Linked DNA regions of Mus musculus: region 1 is linked to region 2. Evidence: chromatin contacts called from public HiChIP or PLAC-seq data. All regions are on one chromosome and are shown on one strand. The core of a region is the stretch at or near the end of the contact, and the rest is flanking DNA. Distances in the headings are between cores, read along the strand shown. Region 1 has its middle 31 kb from the start of Ugp2. Region 2 has its middle 6.2 kb from the start of Gm39607.

What was found. HiChIP or PLAC-seq counts read pairs in DNA pulled down with a chosen protein or histone mark.
Region 1: a contact with region 2 is called in an H3K27ac HiChIP or PLAC-seq map of large pre-B cells, with 5 times the contacts expected there. The contact joins two enhancer-like sites.

What each region holds. Positions count from the first base shown.
Region 1 is chr11:21,398,983-21,403,294 of GRCm38.p6, forward strand. No RefSeq gene overlaps it. Among named protein-coding and RNA genes, the nearest start is that of Ugp2, 31 kb to the left of the region's middle. Within about 2 kb of position 1,904, at least 52 of the 459 cell types and tissues checked have an H3K27ac peak or open chromatin away from gene starts, as enhancers often do.
Region 2 is chr11:20,461,261-20,465,355 of GRCm38.p6, forward strand. No RefSeq gene overlaps it. Among named protein-coding and RNA genes, the nearest start is that of Gm39607, 6.2 kb to the right of the region's middle. Within about 2 kb of position 2,266, at least 74 of the 459 cell types and tissues checked have an H3K27ac peak or open chromatin away from gene starts, as enhancers often do.

The DNA of each region.
Region 1 (4,312 bases), core at 654-3,153, 940 kb after region 2:
TGCTTATTCCATGACCGTCTCATGTTCTGTTGTGAGGTAGCGTCTCATATTCACAGACACCTTCTCAAAGAAAGTTCAAGTTATAACAGAAGCAGCTAACTGTGAACTAACTGCTCTGAGTATCTCAGGCATTATTCTTTTGAAAGTCTCTCTTAACTCTCATAGGCATTACTGAGTTCCTTGCTGGAACAATTCAGGGACTAAACACAGCGCTCAGAGACCCCTTGAAGCAATCCATGTGTCAGAGGACAGACATGAGCTGTCTGCAGGAGAAAGTAGGTGTGAGAACACTCAGCCCATTATAAGGGGCTCGGCCTCTCTCTTATCCTGAGTGCCTGGAAAAACAGTCTCTCTCCTGTGCATGGAAAGCTGGAGAACAATTTCCTGTCTCACTGAGGCACCTGATTTTCCAACTTGTTCAATTTTCAGTGAATTAGTACTTCTTGAAATGTTGTCCCAGCCAGCAGAAATGACATCACCTGGGAACTTGTTCTCACTTGTGAGAAATGCAATTTTTGAATTGTAACTGCAAGCCTGTGAGTCAGATCTCTGAAAATGGGACCTAGCATGCTGTATTCTAATGAAGCCGCCAAGACCGTGAGACAGGCCTGGGAATCCCTGGGCTCTGAAACATCGTCTGCTTGGCTGATTGATCAGTGTTAGAGACATAAGCCACCTGGCCTGTCAGGATATAGCAATCCACACAGTCATTTGTAAAGTACAGAAAGTCAAAATGTGTGCTATGAGTTTAGCAATTTTAGGGAGATCCACTGACTGACCAATCAGTGAGAAAGGGGTGAAAAATAGATAGGTAATCACTTTAATCCCAACAACAGCTCTATTAGTTTTGCTAATAAAACTGGAGACCTAAAGAAGTTAAATAATTTGTTCAAAGCCAGTTCACCAAGTAACAGAATCACAATTTGAACTGTGGACTATTTAATTCCAAGTCTTTTGTCTTGCACTTCATATTCTCATTTGCTCTTAAGTATATGCCAACTGTTTCTGTAGAACAATGTATATTTGGACTTTGTTTTAAATTGTGATAAAACATTACAGAGAACACATAAGGAAAACACTTAGTATGGATATGTGTGTGTGTGTGTGTGTGTGTGTGTGTGGAGAGAGAGAGAGAGATATCAAAGATCACTTCTATATATTTTAGTGCCCAGCTAACATACATAGTTACCACCCCCCCATAGCAGCAACCAGATGCCCCCAAATGCCTCTTCTCTGTGAAGGTGACCATAAACTGGACTCCTGGGATAATCGCTTGTTTGTCCTTGCCTTGATAATTATTCTCAAGCCATTGGCTTTGTTGTATCCTTTCCATGCTTTGAACTTCATCAGAAAGAAGTCATACTGTGCATGGACTTCTGTGCCCTGCTTCTGTTCAGACAGCACTGCTTTGAAACATTCATTAATGCTGTCTGCTGTCATTCATTTTTATTGCTGTATAGTGTGGCACTGAGTTCCCATAAACATTTTTCCTGGAATTGATTTATTCATTCTATCACTTTCCTAGTTCAGGAATTTGGCAAAGTATTTATTGCCTAAGTTATCCTGATGGCTTCTCTTTATCTCCAGGCTCCCAGACTGCAGCTAGAAGAATCTTTCTAAAAGCCAACATCCTTCCTGTTAAAGGAAGCTATGGGAGAGAAAGGGCTAAGAGAGGGTTGGTCCTCACTATCAGAGCTCGGGGGGCTCTTTGGAGACTCAGGATTTTATTCTAAGGGCAATAGAAAACCTTTCTGACTGATAACCTTGGCTTTCTGGTGTCAGAGACTCCTACCCCAGAGTCCCTAAATTATCCAACTATGAAGCATTCTCTGCTTGGCTGATTCAAGAATACAACCACGTATTCTAGGCCCACATGATACTCTAATGTATAGTCTCTTGGGATTTTAACCATACACAGTGAGTGGGTTTACCTCATGATTAGCATAAGGGTGATAGGCACAATCAAAAGGCAAAAGAGAGAAGAAATATTTTTTATTGCTTGTTGTGCAAGCAATGAGAATATTGGGGATAAGTTTTCTTTCTTTTTTTTTCTTTTTTCTTTTTTCGAGACAGGGTTTCTCTGTGTAGCCCTGGCTGTCCTGGAACTCACTCTGTAGATCAGGCTGACCTCGAACTCAGAAATCCACCTGCCTCTGCCTCCCGGGTGCTGGGATTAAAGGCATGCACCACCACTGCCCGGTGGGGATAAATTTTTGAGCAATGCCTCTCTCCAAATAAAGACAGTAAGGGTTTTCATTCGAGAAAATCATGTATCTTCATTTGGGAAGAAAGAATGATGTTCCCATGTGGAGGTGGGCACACTCCTGAACATCATGTTCCACATATCACGTGTTCAAAACAGTATCTGCATATACGAGATTATAATGGGCAAGGTTTACACTCTCAGATGTGTCTAACCTGCAGCCCATGGTTCTATAAAACTGCTTAGTCACTCTGACTCAGTTTTCTTATGTATTATTTAATGTTCCACTTGGGAGATTTTTCAGTTTTAACATATGATACATGAAGAAGCATGATATTTTTAAAGTGACCATGCTCAGTGATCATTTTTTTTTTTTTTGCTTGCTTTATTTGAAGAGAGACATTGAATTAACAGTGATGCCTACTGGTCATTTCTTCCAGTTTCTGGTGGCCCAGGTGTGTCTTGGCTATGACAGCAGGACTATAATCTCTCCCTACTTCCTTGTTTTCTGTCCTTTTGTTTTGTTTTTTATATGTAGCCGATGTCACTGGACTTACTGTCTACCCTAATAACAATATTGTCCCAAGATCCCTAATTGTATCTACAAATATCCTTTTCCAAATAAGGTCACATTTATAGGTTCCAAATGAATACATCTTTTAGGAGGAATACATTTATTCAAGTTACTGTGGAACTTAAGTTGTTTTAGTTGTCTATTAATAAGCATCCTATTTGGGGCCTGCCATGAACAAAGTTGCTCTAGCTATTAATACATAAGGCTTTATAGCTATACTTTTTTTGCGTTATGATCTCTGAATTCCCCAGTTCTAAATGACTTAATGCAAAATATAGCTAAATATATTTTTAGCAGTAATTACCCATAAATAAGTTTTTAATTTTGGCAAAAATTCCTGTAAATGTTCCTGTCAATCTACATAGCAGTTTCAGAAATATTTTCTATCAGTTGAAAAGATCAAATTTTTAAGAGAAACAACTTAAAATCTTTCTTATTTTTGAAGAAATAAGTATCTTCATTTTTGTTTCCCAAGACACTAGCTACCAAGTGGGCTGAGACAGTATCTTTATGCTAGTGGAATACTTGCCTAGCCTAAGAGAACCTGGGTTCAGCCCCCAGCAACAAATCACCAAGCAGACAGATAGACAACAGACAATTTGACTCCATTCTGTCATTTCTTTTGTTCTGATACTTCATTAGTATTTGCAACTGTTATTTATGCTAAATTTGATATATTTGTCTCATGTGAGAATAGCCAATAGTGACCATTCCACTGGCATGGAAGTTAAATGTCATTCCTCAATAAAAATAAACAAAGAAACGAACAAAAAAGAATCCATCCATCTCCTGGCTTCCCTACCACCAGTCTGTCCTGATAGGTCCATCTTCAGCAGAGCTGTGTGCATATGGACTAAAGCCTTCTGCCTATATTGACATGTGTGCATCTGCATGGCATTCTATAAGGAAATCCTCATAAATTAGGTACTCTTTAACTCTGGGCACAGCACAGTGCTTTCTTTAACCTTAGCAAATATTTCCTCACTAAATAGTGCCCATGAGATAAAAGCAAGGAAGGAAGGAAATCTAAGGAGTTACAGTGAATGGCATTTCTTAGAAATGGTTAAACAGATTATTTCTTTAGTTTATTGGGAACCCCTAGGGTTATTATTAATTATGTGGTCGTTTTTTTGTTGTTGTTGTAGATTTGCTTCTTTTACTCAAAAATTCTAGGAACAAGTTAGGCCCACCACTTGCTTATGAAGCCATTTACAGCGTGACTCAGGCTGTTGACACTTGGCAAGCGTGTAAGAAAAGCATAAAGTTCTTATTGCACTTTCCAAACAGCTTTTAACTAAGAGTGTCAAGGTTCCTTTTTTTTTAAACAAGCAGAGAATTGTGTAATGAGCTTTGCTATTACTACTCTAGTCTTTCGCAATATCTGCAAGTTGAATACCTTGCTTTACTGAAAAAATCTATTTAAATATATCTGTACAGTTCTGTTTGTTGGAATTGATGACTTTGAAATGTGAAAGAAAATACACTTGGAGTTTTTGTTAATGCTAATTTTATGTTTTTACTTTAATCTGTTCCTT
Region 2 (4,095 bases), core at 1,016-3,515:
AAGACAGGGTTTCTCTGTGTAGCCTTTGCTGTTCTAGAACTCACTCTGTGACCAGGCTGGCCTCAAACTCAGAGCTCGCCTGTCTCTGCCTCCGGAGTGCTGGGATTAAAGGCATGCACCACCACCACCACCTGGTTTAGATCTTGTTTATTTTTTGGTGCTAGGGGTTGTACCCATGGCTTCAGATATGCTAGGCACACATTCCCCATGAAGTTTCACCCTCAGAGCCTGGAGCTTCACCCCAAAGGAAGCTGCACAGCAGTACATTATGGGTAAAACTTATGAACACACAAAGGACTGTTCCTTTATCCATATTGCCTGTCATGTGGAGGGAGGATACTTTTTTTAAAGCTCTAAAAACTAGACATGGTGCCTTGTGTCTGTAATCCTACCACTAAGGAGGTAGAGGCAGGAGGATCAGGAGTTCAAGGACAGCCTGGGCTGTCTCAAAAAAAAAAAAAAAGGTTCTAAGATTAAAGAATAAAAGAGTTCTGTGTGAGGATTGGCTCAGTGGCGCAATCCTCCTCATTCTTTGCTAGATCTTGAAGAAAAAGATAAAAAGGATATATGACAGCTTTTTAAGAATAATAGAAAGAAAAGAAAAACCTTCCTTCTGAATATGAGTAGAACATTCTCTACACAAAGGAATTTGGGCAAAAAATAGAAAGAAGGGGTCAAAGGTCACCTATCACTTATCTCCCTGAAGGGGAGATTGTCACATTTCCTGTACATGCAGATATATGTTTTGGGGGAGAGGCAGGGGTTCAAGACAGAGTTTATCTGAGTAACCCTGGCTATCCTGAAACTTACTCTGTAGGCCAGGCTGGTCTCAACTCAGGGAACTAGAGGCATGTGCCACCATACCTGGCTCAGATCAATGTTTTTACATGAGGTGGAGTTGTTAGAACGAGGGCTGGGGGCATCTCAGGAGAGCGATGCTTGCCTCGTGGATACAACACTGGAGAAAGTTTTACCATGAGCCTTCTTCCTGCCCCTTTTTCTGCAGGTAACCCTCAGCTGGCCTGGCCTGGTTGGTTGCCCTTTGTCCCAAGAGAGGAAAGGTTACTAGTTGGCTAGGTAACTTAGTGTTAATTGTTAACCTGACAGAATCTGGAACCACTGGGGAGCTGGGCCTCTAAGCATTCTAGGAAGTTCTTGTGATTGTACTAATTAGTGTGGGAAGCTCTGAGTTAATTTTGGGTGGGACCTGGGCTGTATAAGTAGAAAAAGAGAAAATCAGTAATAAGTTTCCAGAACAATGGACAGTCTGCAATGGCAAAGGGGTCAGAGTCTGTGTTTCAAGTTGTGTAGAATAAAGCTTTAGTTACAAATGAGAAAGAGAGCTGAGCATGTGTGTGCCCCTTTGTGTCCCCTGCCTGGTGACAGATGTGACATGATTAGTTCCCTCAGGATCCTGTACACACACCTCCCTGCTATGAGGGAGGGTCTAACCTGGAACTGTGAGCCAAAGCCATCCCTTAAAACAGGAGACGAGAATGATGAACACCTACGATCTACTAGCGTTCTCCTTTAAATGCAGTCCAGAACTCATGTCCAGGAATGGTGCCGCTCACTTTTAGAATGAGCTGTTCTTCAGGAGGGCCAAGAGCCACCTTCAAATGTCTGCTCTATCTCAGGCTTTAGATGCAGTGACCCTGCTCTGGGAAGAAATTACTGGGCTGGGGCTGTAACTGTGTGCTGAAGTGCTTAAGCACGTAGGAGTCTGGGTGTTCACTCCCCAGTATTGTAAATATGGGGAGGAGGAGGGAGGGAGAAAAAGAAGAGAGGAGGGGAGAGGAGAGGCTCCTGTCCCTTCATTCCAGAACCCACCACTCTATGCGTTCCTGGTGCTGTCTGTTTTAGAGATCAGGTCAGGATGGTGGCAATCATGTTTGATCTATCTCCAATTGAACACGGTTGAGATTCTCCTGGGGTTAGAGTTCTGTCCCCCTTGTGGAATTCACTGGGTGTGACAGTGGTTCTACTCCATCCCTTCATGCTGAGTGCCCTTTGTGGGTCCCCACCAAGCCACTTGCCTCTTGGGATCACGAGCCCAATTCCCCCAGTGCCTCCTCCCACCTCCCGTTTCCCGTGCTTGCGTCCTCCTCTTCTGTTGCCCTTGCCCTGCACCTGGCCCACAATCATGCTCTTTTGATGGAAATCTTAAACCTGAGTCACTGAAGCACTGCTTTAGGAGCTGGGCCTTTGCACTAAGAGCCAGCCCCACCCCGCCAGCCCCGCCCACCAGCCCCGCCCACCAGCCCCACCCACCAGCCAGTCCTTTGAAAGTACCACGCTCAGCCTCAGGTCAAGTCAGATACCTGCAGCTCCTAAGAGTCTCTGAACCAGAGCTGCCAAACTGGGTTCCGGAATCAGTCACACACAGAAACTGTATGTAACACAGGCCACTCCTAAAAGGCACCGTGGTGTACAACCCAGCTACGTAGGAGCCTGAGGCAAGAGGATTGTTTGAGTCCAGGAGTTCGAAGCCAGCCTAAACAACAGAACAGCATCCCAGCTCACTGAGTGGCTTAATTTAGGGCTAATTACACAGCAGAGAGGAGTAAACGCTTGCTTGTTACTGTTCTTTCTTGGGTCAGTATCCCAGGAGAAACAGTCCAGAAAAGGAGATGCCCCATGTGTTCCGTGGAGAACAGAACTAACAAAAGCGACACTCTGCCTCACCGCGGGCCTAGAACCGTGTGAGCCAGCCACAGTCATGAGGTTTCATGCCAGTGTGAAGTGTGTTTTAGCTTTAGAGAGGAAGGGCTCAGAAGGGATCCCTGGACCCACGGATGCTCACACAAGGACTCGGTGACAAAGCACCAATGTGAATTACTGGGATCATGACCCAACAGTCCCTGTGCCTGGAGTCCGCTGAGTACTATGTTCTTGAGTAGCTGCTTGTCTCCTTGCTGTGGCAAAACACCTACCAGATGCAGCGTAAGGGCGGGAGGGTTAACTTTGGCCACAGTTCCTGGGGAGACCATCTACCTAGCGAGGATGGTCAGGCAGTAGGAGACTTCTGGGCCTCATCACGTCCACAGTCAGGAAGGAGAGCAATGGATGCCTTTGCTTAGCTTGCTGTCTCCTTCTTATGCAATCCAGGACCCCAGCCCACATGAGGGTACGTGTTCTCACCTAAACTTACCTAGGAAATCCTTCACAAAAATGTCTAGATGTTGTCCAAGATGTCTTCAATTCTGTCAAGTTGGCAGTCAATACGAACCACCACAGGCCCTTGAAGCAGCTTGAGGTAGAGTCCTTGCCTGGCAGGCCTTAACCAGTCTGCGAATAACCCTGCCCTTCCCATGAGGACAAGCAGAAGTAGTACCTGCTGCGCGGCCTATCCTGGGAGCTGACCAGGACAGCGAGGCACAAGACAGAACGTTTCTTCAGCTAATGGCAGCTCCCGTTCAAGATGTCCTCACCCCTCCCCTCTCTACCCCTGAGGTTCTGGGAAGTCAGCCCTCTTCTCAGTCTCTAGGCTTTCCTGGTTCTCACTGAGGCGGAGCGAACCAGACACAGGTGGCCACGGGGTAGCAGAGAAAGAGGAAGCAGCCAGACCCATACAGGCTTCTCAGCCAAGGCCTGGAAGCCCTCTCAAGGCCAGCCTGGGAGACATGGGCTGCCTGGGGTGGGGGTGGGGGTGGAGGGTCTACCTACAGGCTCCTTTGGGGGAGGCTCTACCTACAGGCTCCTTTGGGGGGAGGGTCTACCTACAGGCTCCTTTGGGGGAGGCTCTACCTGCAGGCGCCTCTCAGTGGCCAGCCTCCACTACGGCCCTCCACTGCAGGAAGTTTGCTGCAAAGCACAGATTGTTTGCACACTGCTGACCACTTTGTTCCATTTTGCTGTCTTCCTCTCTTTTGGTTTATTCCTTTCTCTGTTGGGTTTGTCACTTAAAGTCAAGGACGTCGGCCTCCCCATACCCACGAAGTGACAATTTCCATTTCCCACCCTCCGCCAGAAGCAACGCCCTTGGGTTGGATGTTACTAGGGCTCCGAAGAGACCCATAGATCATGAAGGAAACAAACCAGCCCAGGTGCTTTTGTTTCTGTGTTGCTGCCGCCTGTTTTTCACAAGTCTCTCAT